Linked DNA regions of Rattus norvegicus: region 2 is linked to region 1. Evidence: chromatin contacts called from public Hi-C data. All regions are on one chromosome and are shown on one strand. Each heading gives the region's core, a stretch centred on a gene start, on an enhancer-like site or on the middle of the called end of the contact. The rest is flanking DNA. Distances are from core to core; before and after follow the strand shown.

Region 1 (6,078 bases), core at 3,554-6,053:
ATGCTAACTTTCATGTCACGGATCAGAAAGTTAAGTGGACAGGAGAGCCTCCGAACTCAGCCGTACAGCTGCCGGCAGAGAAACTGACTTTGTATTTTGGCTTCTTCAGTCTATACAGACATCAGGGCAGAATCCATACAGCATATAGAGCTATGCTGAGGAGGATACTTAGACCTTCAGCCTGCTTACATCTGTGTTCACCTGTGGTGCTGAGGGAGCAAGCATAGAGGAGGGGGCTGGGTATGCCTGAGAGGAAGCCACATGCAATGGGCTGAGTAAATGAAGCAATGAGATGGGATGGGGGGGCACCGCAGGCAGCAGAGTGGGTGTGCTCCATGGAAGTCAGCAGTACAGTGGTTGTCAGGTGACAGGGAGAGCAGGGCAAGGTGAGGCTGAGCTCTGAACGCCACCTCACCCCCCCAACCCACAGCATGAGGCTGGTGGTATGCTGGAGGGGTTGTGGTGGGATCTTTATGGCAGCTTCACGGAGGTAATCTGGCCACTGTAGGGGGAGTATACATTTGATGAGAAGTTACTGGAGGAAAACCAGAAGGAAGCCCAAGTAGTCACTGACTACCCTGAGGAAAGTTGAGATGACCCATTATTGAAGTAGGAATGAACGTTTAAAGAGATGACCATGGGCCTGTGCATACGGGAATGGGATGGACCATGGAGAGGCCTGCCCTCACAAGGTGTGATGGGCCTGGAGAAAATTGATGGAGGTTGCTATGCCTTACAACCTCCCTGGGAAGTCAGAGAGGCTGGGGCCAAAGGCACAGAGATGCAATCATTGCTTTGTATTTGCCGTTGGTCCAAGGGGAAGGCGTTGTTATAAAGCACACAATGCCTGTGTGAAGCCCTTCCCAACCAAGAACTAGGGTGGGTAGCATAGAACAGTGCCAAGAAGGGGGGCAACCTTCCATTTGCAATCTTCCCACAAACAGGTGACTGCTGGGAACTTCTCTCTCTTGCCCACTGATCATTCCAGCAAGTCCACTCACTCAAAAAATACCACTGAAAGGCTTGTCTGATATCATAGGAGTAGGTGGATCGGGGAGAGAGGGGCCTGCTTCTGGGAGAGAGCCAATGAGACATAAGCTGGTCTATCATTGAGGAAAGTTAGGACAAGAACTCACACAGGGCAGGAGCCTGGAGGCAGGAGCTGATGCAGAGACCATGGAAGCATGCTGCACACTGGTTTCCTCTTCATGGCTTGCCCAGCCTGCTTTCTTGTAGAACCCAGGACAGCCAGCCCAGGGATGATACCACCCACAATGGGCTGAGCCCTTGTCCCTTGATCACTAATTAAGAAAATGCCCTACTGGATTGTCCACAGACTGATCTTACTGAGGCATCGTCTCAACCGAGGTTCACCTGCTTTAGTTTGCCAAGTTGATATACAGCTAGTCAGCACAGTGCTTCTGAGAGAAGAGATGAGGGATCTCAGGGTACAGGTGTGCCTTCTAAAGATCTTGTTATGAAATTGCGATGCAAAAAGAAGTGTACAACATCCACTTGCTCCTTTCATTTCTTACCCACTCCAGGCCCCAACTCCGGTCTAGGGAAAGATGAGCTTCCTACCACAGGGAAGCCACTTATCTAATACAGTGGTGCAGCGACCTGGGTGATGAGGCCCAAAGGCATGGCTGAGCCCCAGCTGGGCACGGTGCAGAGGCTGGCCCTGGGGAATCTCTGGCACCACTGTTTCTCAGAGCAGGGGCTGTGAGCTGGGCATATTTCTATCAGACACATCATGCTGGGTGGGTCACCTAGAACTTCCTAAGTGTCTAAGTCAGGAAGATTGAGGAAAACAGGGGAAGGACGCAGCAGGTTAGGGAAAGGTGACAGTTGGGTCCCTCTGGTGAGTAAGTTGTTCCCTGCTTCACGGTGACACATGTAGGGTGTGGCTGGGATGAGGAAACCCGAGGCCCTCACAAGAGCCCTGGGGCAGCAGAGAGCTGGAGCCTATTGAGATAATAGCTTCCTGGAGTGCCTATGGCAGGGTGAGCCACCTTCTGCTGGGAGAGGACAGGGCTGGGTGGCAGGAATGATGATAGGCCTGTGAAAATGACGAGAAGCCACTGGCTTCTCCATGCTGCCAGACAGGTCCTTGGTAAAGGCCATGTGTAGCTGCATGTGGGCTTGTGAGAACACAGGCAGGTGCTTAGGAAAGTGGTTCACTGAGTACAGCCATGCAAGCATGAAGACCTGCGTCCAGATCCCAAGAACCCATGGAATGCCGGATGTGGCAGCAGGTGTCTTCTACAGCCAGATGGGAGGCAGAGACCTGAGACTCCCTGGAAGCTCATAGGCCAGCTGAACAGGAGACCCTTTCTAAACAAGGTAGAAAGTGGGGACTGACACCTGAGGTAGTCCCAAGGCATATCACACATGTGTATGTACACACACACACACACACACACACACTCACACACTCACATTTACACACTCTCATAGAGGTGAATGTTTTCTTGATTTAGTAAATTGGTCTGAGGCTAGAGGAACTTACCCTCATTCCTCTGCATGTCTTGCCTCTCTGCCTTAACCCCAGAGGCTCGAGTTAGGGCCCAGACACTTCGGTTACAGAGGGCCAACCCCTGTAGCACATGAGAAAGTGCCCAGATGGCTGGGCATGAAATTTCTTTGCATGAAGGAATGTCTATGTCACCTGAATTGGGCCTTGCTGGTCAGGGTCATACAGATGGGGAAGGGCACTCTTCTGAAAGAGAACAGCTCAAGAACAGAGAGTTGGAAGGGATATGGGGTTGGAGGGTGGAATCCTTAAGACTCAGATAGACCTGTTCTCCATGGCTAGGGAGAGCCCAGACTAGCCAGGCCATCTCTGCTTTGACCTCAAGTCCTATGGTACTCACTGAGCAGATCTCTGCTCATCGTCTGCTTCAGTTCAGGAGAAAGTTGATGTGCCCCTCTCCTCCCCTCTGCTTCTGCCAACTGGAATCTTTTGCACATGTTTTTAATAGGCACCCCTTAATCCGAGTGTCGCCTTCTGGGTTTTATTCTGTTTTCCTTTCCTTAAACAAAACAGAGAGTCCGTGCCAGCTTGGAACGGGGCTTGGAACTGAAGCCAGCCAATGCGTTAGGCTGGCCTGGGGCCAGTGGAGAATTGAGTGCCCCATGCCAGTCTAGAAGCTTGCCTGACACCATGCTGGTTGGGGGTGGGGCCCCTGATGGTGCTGGAGGCTCCATGTCTCCCGCATTTCTGTTCTGAGAGGATATTAGCAGAGACTGGCCAGGCTGGTGGGAGCTGGGCTATGTGCAGTCAAGGTCTTCTCTAACATCCCAGGTGATGGAAGCCTTGGTCAATACAACAAACCCATGCTCCTTGGAGCATAAGCCAATCAGCCAAGGAGCCTTTGAGCAGCAGGTCTTCAGGGCCTGTGTAAACTACACTGGCATTTGTTGGGAAGCTCTGAAACCTGGGGTGCGTTGACTCCAGGGAATGACAAGGTGGCTGGAGCAGCTAAGCCCATGTTGGCTGGACCTTGAAGCACACTTTGTTCAAACCTTGGTAGATCAGAAAGCAGAGAATGGAACCAGAACTCAGGGAAGGCTATAACCCTCAAGGCCTGCTTCCAGGGACCAACATCTGCCAGCTTAGCCCTGGGTCACAAAGGTTTCATAACCTCCTTAAACAGCACCAACAGCTGGGGGCCAAGTATTCACACGTATGAGCCTATGGGGTGTGTGACAGGTCCAGGCCACAACGATGGCCTCTTTTTGTTTGATCTTTTAGGAAGCTCAGAGTCAGGCTGTCAATATCTGCTACCACATACTTACACCAGTGGTAGTTCTCTTTCCAGAGCACCGACTTTTGCAAAAAGAATTGCATCTGGGGGCAGAGGCAGGACCACCACTGCAGGAAGAAACAGTAATTATACGTTTCTGCTTTGTCCCTGCTATGGCTGAAGTGCCTGAAGAAAGCAGCTAGGGCTGATACTGGGGGTGGAAGGAGAGAGAGAACTCAAAGGCACAGCCAGAAGCAGGGAATTAAAAGCCACGAATGGGGCTATCCTATTCTGCCTGTTTCTGAGCCAGAGTTGACAGGTACCCTCTGAAGTGGCAGTCTTCAAATTGTGCCCTGGTGCCATGACACAGCTGCTGAGTCCTGATGGCGTGCGTGTCCCTCTGAGCTCAGTCTCCCTACTTTGCTGCTCAGGGCGCCTGGAGGATCCCAGAGGTGTTTGGAGGAGGGTCCATATCTCCCCGGGAAGACCTTTTTCTACCTGGAAGTTCACCTTTCCCAGAACGGTGTTCCTCCAGGTGTGACAGACACTCTGGGTGGCTTTGGATTGGTAGGTGTCAGTGTCCCGGGGACTAGGACCATGAAATTTTAGGCAGGACTTTGAAATTTGGGGGTGAGGGAGCTAAACGTGCTGTTCACATTACTGAGGAAGGCAAGGCTGACCTGGATCAGCCAAAGCTGCCTCTTCAGACTGACACAGGCCAGAAGTGCAGTGGCTGAGATGGCCGGCTTTAGCTCTCTCTAGAACCAGTCTTGACACAGAATAGGAAACAGACCAGAGTAGGTCATGCTTCCAAGGATACACCTCAAGGGCGGTAGAGCCCGCACCTGGGCAGTAGCAGCTAGTGGTGCTGACAGGTCACCCGAACATTTTAAACCTTGGCTAGCCCTTGGCTAGTCCTGGGCTTTTCTTTTTTCTTTTTTTAAACAAACCAAAACAAACCAAAAAAACCACCCCAAAGTGTCCAAAGCAACATAGCTCACATTCTAGTGGCTGCATTGTTTAGAATCTAGCTTATCTCATTGGAATGTGGAAGCATGGAGCAGAGCCAGGGCCGGACATGGCCGGTGTGGCTCAGCCCAGCCTCAGAAGCCAGGGGCACAGGCCACAGCTGCTCCTGTCCCATCATTCCCTCCTCTGTACAGTAGCTTTGATCCTCTGCCTCTGCCCTCCTGGCCTCTTGCTCAACCGTGAGAAGAAAAGGAAGAAAGGACGCCTTGTTCTTCTGCATCTGGAAAGTCAAGCCAGGATCAGGGAGTTCTCAGGTCCATCGTCTGGGTTATTATCATGTTGATACCGTACGGCGTTTGCTGCGTGGCCACATCTTACTCGAGTTAGCTCATGGAATCCACTGATAGCTCCAATGGCATAGAGGATGCAACAGGTGGGCAGGGGTGATCTAGAGGCTCACACAAGGGAACGTGAATGAAATCATGCTGGTTCAACCTAAAGGACAGTGGCTTTCAATGGGGAGTGCTTCCAACCCCTGGAACACATCTGGCAGTACTAGGAATGGTTTTTATTTTCAGTACTTGGGGAAGGGGTAAGGTATATATATGCTGTTAGTATACAGCGAGTACAGGTTGAGGGTGCATTTGACCATCCCATAATATCTAACCCCCCCTTTCTCCCAAGCAGTCATTTGCCCTAGCTTAGGGTGTGCTGACCCTAGAGCTGGCTCTAGCAGTATGAATTGTATAGTGTCAGGATGGGGACTTTGTCTTCACCTCACTCTTACAAGGACCATATACCTGGGCTGCAGGAGGTTGAAGCCACTGAGGGAGATGGTACAGTGAGCATAGGTGGATCATTTAAGTGGGCAGAGTGGGCTTAAAGCTCCTCCCTAAGGCCAGTAGTAGAGCTACAGTGTGGAGGAGCATTTGGAGGTGGCACAGGGCACATGCAGTCCTGCAGGAGGTTGCAGGATTGTGAGAAAGGAGCTGCCAGGACCCTGCCTGCTGAGGGGTCCCTGAAAGGGTCTGCTTATAGTGCTGATCAGTCCTGACCTGCTTCCTGTTTGGGCTAGCCTTACTCTGAAGGATGCTTCTGTTCACAGTTCGGTCAAACACTATGGGGCAGGCTGCCTGTGGGTCCAAAAGAAATGAACACAGTGTCTCTTCTTCTATAGGCTGTCAGATTCTCCCCCAAATTCTGAGGATCCCACTCTCTGGCACCCTGAAGGGTTTGTGCAATGGGAATTGGGGGGTCAGAGGAAGAAGCAAGTCTTCCAGAGCCTCCCTGAATATCTACTGACCTGGCACACCCCATGTCTCCTCAGACCTACAGCCAGTCACCTACTGTGAGCCGGCCTTTT
Region 2 (5,656 bases), core at 2,855-5,354, 150 kb before region 1:
GAACTGTAGCTGTGACAAGCTAAGAATAACATGAAGTATACCCATGAAGCACCAAAGAATGGCCATGCACAAGTCCCGGGTGCACAGCTGGCTCCTCCCGCCAGAACTTGACCCCAGGGCGGGGCTCAGCCCACATATGTGTGGTCCTGGATTTTCTCAGCTGCCCTCTTGTTCCATCCAATTCAGATACTTGAGGGTCCCAAGACCTGCTTGCACCACTGGCCTATAGAGGGTACAGAACAAAATAACATCAGAGATCTATAGTGTGTGTGTGTGTGTGTGTGTGTGTGTGTGTGTTGTACGGTGTATGTGTATATGTACTCTCATGCATGTGCCTGTGGGAAGGCAGAGGTCAGTAGTCAATGTCTTTCTCTATTATATACACCCAGTCTCTTTTTTTTTTTTTGGTTCTTTTTTTTCGGAGCTGGGGACTGAACCCAGGGCCTTGCGCTTTCTAGGTAAGCGCTCTACCACTGAGCTAAATCCCCAGCCCCCCCCCCCCCAGTCTCTTTTTTAAAGATAGGGTCTCTCACTGAACCTGGGCTTGCTCTTATGGCTGGATGGCTGGCCAGGAAGCCCCTTTATCTACTATCCTCCCCCAAGCCCTGGGGTTACAGATGTCCATTGCTATGTTAGGTTTTCACAGGTGTTGGAGATCCACTCTCAAGTCTCTTAGCACGGAAAGCACATTCCCCACTGAGCCATTTCCTCAGTCCCTAAAGGTGGCGTTTCATGACATATTTACAAAATATACACAGTCCCTTGTCCTTGTAACTCACTTTGGCTTATTTGGTTTACCTTTTTGCCTGTCCAGTGCTGGCCTCTGTGATGGCTTGGCCAGTCCAGTGCATAATCCTACCTTGCTGCCAAGTCTTTTCACCCAGGGGACTGTACCAGCTCGCCCATTCCAAATGACTTCCGAGTTCCTTCTCCCAGGAGTATGCTTAGCGGGCAGCAAGGGTTCCTAGGGATCCAAATCTAGCACAGAATGGGCACTTTGTAGTTAATTAAGGAATGAAAGAAAGGGTGGGTGTGTGCTGACTCGCAACAGAGGAGTTCAGCTGTCAGGGGAGGACAAAGATAAGGCCATCCTGACCGGACCACATTTAAGCTGCAGAAACACCTGTGCACCTCTCCTTGGCCATCAGACCATCAAAACAATGGTCCCCAAGGAATCGAATCTTCCTCAATATTACATACCAGGAACAGGAAAATTATGAAACCAATCAAGGCACTTGTCAGCCCACCTTACAGAAGAGACTAGAGCCCACGAAGGATGATGGGAATCTATGCACATAGACCATGACTGCTGGGCCACCCCTACCTCTTGCCGTCTATGTAAACCTAAACCTCATGTCAGGCCCCCCCTTGTGTGGTCCACCAACTTCCTCGTTCCTCCTCCCAATGTGGCCACACGAGTAAATCCCATTTCTTCTTTCACTATTACCTGCCTGTTGGATATGGTGGATGGGTGGCTGAACTTGGCTTGTTAGGTCTGCCAAGGCCCAGGCTGACCATAGTAACTCCAGCAACAAAGCGACAAAGTCAAACAGGTCCCAGACCACAGAGGGTGTGCAGGGTGGAGACTTGGGGCAGTTAGCGGGTGGTACAGCAGAGGCATTTGTCTGAGAAGGGACCCAGGACTTGGTGAGGATCAGTGTGCCCTCACTGGTAATGGAAACTGAGGGATGGGGCTCTGGAGGGAAGAGGTGCGGAAAGGGGGACCTGTGCTAGTCATCAGTGCCAAAACGTGCTCTGGCCTGGCGCACCAGCACGGCAGTGCCCACATGTGTGTATCAGTTTGGGGTGGAGGAGGAGGACGGTTGTATAAAAATTGAGGGCTTCTGCTGTCTCCCTTCCTTAGCCTCCAGCCTCTTATCCATAAAACAAACACGTGGAGCCCAAACATCTTTCAGATTCACTCTGACTCGGGCCACCTGTGATTTGATCTTGTTCTATCTTGTTTGAGTTAAGGCTGGCTGTGGACCAAACTGACCCTGAACTTCTGACTCTCCTGCCTTCCAACCTTTCTCAGGGTTGTGATTACGAATGTGCACCATCGTGCTGGGTTTATGCAGCACTGGGGATCGAACCCAGGACTTTGTGCATGGTGGGCAAGCACTCCTCAACTTGTTTTGTCTTATGATTTTAATATAACAACAACAACAACAACAACAATAACAACAATAACAACAACAGTACTAGTGATAACAGCCATTTTTCAAAGCAGCCTGGTGCAAATTCTAGCCATTATTGTAAGACTTGGGTCTAAATCAATAATACCCCCAAACTCACTTGGCATTAATTCAAGAAAGACTGACTGAACTATTTTTGTGTGCCAGGCCCTGGAGACAAGGATGAAGAAGACAGATGTCTGGCATCATGCAATTTCCTGTCCTCCTTAGCAATACTCCAGTGTCAGGGGCAGAAACCAACTTTCCTGTGCTTGAGCTAAACCAGAATGCAATGTAAAGAGGTAGGCAAGTCTGGGAGCCCTAACAGAGCAAGCAGCCAGCCCTGGCCTAGCGCCTGGACTGGAGGCCCACTTGCCCTTACCACTCTTAGCCTAGAAGAGGCATACTCTCTCTGCATCTCTCCTGACAGACCTGGTTCTGATGGGAAGACTCTAGCAAGAATCTGATTGGTCCAGTTCGGTCACATGTTCCTTCCCAAGCTAAGCAGTGGAACTATTCAGTACAAACAGGGTCTCAGGGATTTACCCACCTGAATGAAAAAGGTGCCTAAGATCTCTCAAAGTAAGACCTGTCCCAGCCATGGTGGTGCATGCTTTTGATCCCAGCACTTGGGAGGCAGAGGCAGGTGGATCACTGAGTTTGAGGCCAGCCTGGGCTGCATAGCTAATTCTGGGACAGCCAGGGTTACATGGTGAGACCTTGTCTTAGAGAATGAGAGAAAGACAGTCAGAGAGACAGAGGCTAAGAGACAGAGACACAGAGAGACACACAGACTTGGACTTGGGGTGGGGGGCAGGCAGGCAGGCAGGCAGACAGACAGACAGACTGTGACTTGTGGTGTTCACAATTCGGCCTTATAGGATGCACATGAGGTAAAAGGAACACCACATGGACTGGTAGCCATGAGTTAGAGCCCCGTGCCAATGAGCTGGGTTTATAACTGATGCTGGTAGAAATGTGCAAGTGAGGGTCAGCAATAACATCTGTCTGTCTGTCTTCCACAAGTGCAGTGAGCATGTATAGACTTTCTCAGTTCCTTCCTTCAGAGCCTGGCCCATGGTCTCCCCTTGTTGGGTTGACATAAAAATATTAGTTGAGCACACAGGGTGCTTTGACTGGACTGAGCCCATGTGGTTGGTCCCTGCTATGCTGAATGGATGGATGAATGGATGAGAGACCATTTCTTGCTGAATTTTCAGCATGTCACCGGGGTCAGAGTGGGTGGCTCGGAAAAGGAGTCCTTGTAATTGGTCTCCCTGCCACTTGTCTTTGACAGAGATCCTGTCCTTCCCTCTGTGCTTTGTGACCTAAGAAGAAGAGCTTGGGGAGATGGCTCAGCTGATAAAGTGCTTGGGGTGCAAGTGTGAGAACAAAAACTGGGTATGGCAGCGAGGGTGCCAGAAGCAGGAGGATCCTGGGGTGCATTGGCCAGTCAGCCTAGCCAATCAGTGTCAGGCCAGTCTCAAAACAAGATGGATGGTAGCTGAGGAACAACACCTGAGGGTGTCCTCGGCCCTCTCACATATGCATATGTATACACACACACACACATACACACACACTTACCCTCATGTAAGCACATGTGCACATGCATACACATTTATACACTCATGCATACACACAAACATGAATTAAAGGAAAGGCCAAGAACGGAAAGCTTGTCTGTTGGCTCTGAGTCTAGTTTCTTGCTGACCCGAAGGCCCTGATGTTGCTTCACTGGACTCAGTTTTCCCATTGGCAAATGGACACAGGCATGCTCACCAAGCCTCCATGACTAAGTGTTTGGGAGCTGGATGAAGGCAGAGATGGGAAAGGCTTTGGCCAGGCATGGCCTTGGCACTTCCCCACTCCTCACAGGGACATCTTGTGTCTCACTGAGAGGCTCTGGCAGCGGAGGGGCCCCTCACACCAGCCTAGCCAGATGACATCACCAGCAGTGTGGTTGAAATTGGAGCCCGGCTCCTTAGAGGTTGAGCAGGAAGTTCCTGCAGTGGGAGCTTTTGTTCTGGAGGCCTTGGTGGTGAGACAGAGGAATTCCCAGCAGCATTCTAGCTCAAGAAACCTGTAGAGGGTCAGCTGAGGGCAGAGGTGCAAGGTTTCAGGCCCTGGGTGGTCCCTCTTCCCGTTTTTTTTTTTTCCTTTATTTACACACTGTGGGCGTGACCCCTTCAGCAAAGAGTCGGGGCTACTCCAGAAGAAAGCCTAGGGAAGTTCTTTACCCTGGAGATAGTTAAAAAACAAAAACAAACACAGAAACAAAAAACGGTGGCTAGGTACGGGTTCCTGATTCTGGTCCAGCCACTGCATATCAGCTGGTGACTTGAATTAGCCATGGGGAACTCCCTGGCACTTGACGTCCTCATCTGTGCTATGTAGACTGTGGCTTCTCCTGAGAGCAGTATTAGAAAACGCTTAGTATGTGGGGCCGGGGAGATGGCAAACGCCTTTATTGGCTGATATAATATTAACTATCATTTAAAAATCTTTATTTTTGTCTTATGTGTATGTGAGGGTGTGCATGTATGTAAGTGCACCGTGTGTCTGCCCGGTCCTTTCAGAAACCGGAAGGCAACACATCCGCTAGAACTGGAGTTATACAGGTGGTTGCGAGCTGCCACACGGGTGCTAAGAACTGAGCCTTTTGCAAGGGCAGCCAGTGGGCTCTAACTGCTGATCTAGAATATAATTTTTAAATGCCAAAGCACACAAGTACTAGTGTTCGTCACACAGTAGGGCATGAAATCAGGTGTGTGCCACAGCTGACGAAGGAGGCATGAAGGAAACCAGAGAAGCACTCTGCTTGTTACAGCTGCTCCGTCATCCTGCCCTAACCCACAGGGCACAGCCAGTGCCAGGGCACCTGCCACTGTGCAGGGAAGGACCCCTCCCTCCCCCCAAGAACAAAGCTTCAGAACTTTTGTGCTAGGTGCTGGCACGATGGGCAGTTTGGCAGTCAGAGAGCTTTGGGTATTAACTCCATCTCTCCTACGCTCTGAATCAGGGGGTTTTACCTTCATTGCGTCCCTGGTCTCCCTCCACTCCCCTTCCACACCCCTAGCCAGGTGAGAGTGGGCAGAGCCAGGGCTGGAGGGGAAGTGCATAAAGGTGGGCGTAGCAGCAGAGGAAGTTGGGGTAACCTTGGCAAGATGCTGTCTCTGGCAGCTTCGTGGGGGAATCTCCTGGGGCTTCCCCATCTTACATCCGTCCGCTGATGGTCCTGATGACTGTCAGGCGTTTGAAGGTGAGAGGCTGCTTTCCCTCACACACTAGCGTCCTGCCTCTCCGCCTCATCACCCCACCTGCTCACCAGCTCAGTGATTTTCTTTTAATGCCCTACAGAGGCCATTCCAGGCCCAGAGCAATGTTAGACCTTTCGACCTGGCCACCTGGCTTTACCTTGGACATCACACGGGTTTTCCAGTTAGGAAGGTACTGTCAGGGAGCTAGTATTCCTCAGGTGT

What was found. Hi-C and Micro-C count contacts between places; a contact is called where the count stands out from the background.
Region 2: a Hi-C map of psoas muscle shows a contact between it and region 1, with 1.7 times the contacts expected there. The contact joins two enhancer-like sites. A contact is called at or near these places in 3 of 12 Hi-C or Micro-C datasets (liver and psoas muscle).

Annotation. Positions count from the first base shown.
Region 1 is chr8:73,031,141-73,037,218 of GRCr8, reverse strand. It overlaps Smad3 (SMAD family member 3), which reads left to right. Exons shown (of 9, transcript NM_013095.3): 6 at 6,043-6,078. Among named protein-coding and RNA genes, the nearest start is that of Aagab, 55 kb to the right of the region's middle. Within about 2 kb of position 4,803, at least 17 of the 93 cell types and tissues checked have an H3K27ac peak or open chromatin away from gene starts, as enhancers often do.
Region 2 is chr8:73,179,524-73,185,179 of GRCr8, reverse strand. No RefSeq gene overlaps it. Among named protein-coding and RNA genes, the nearest start is that of Smad3, 50 kb to the right of the region's middle. Within about 2 kb of position 4,104, at least 12 of the 93 cell types and tissues checked have an H3K27ac peak or open chromatin away from gene starts, as enhancers often do.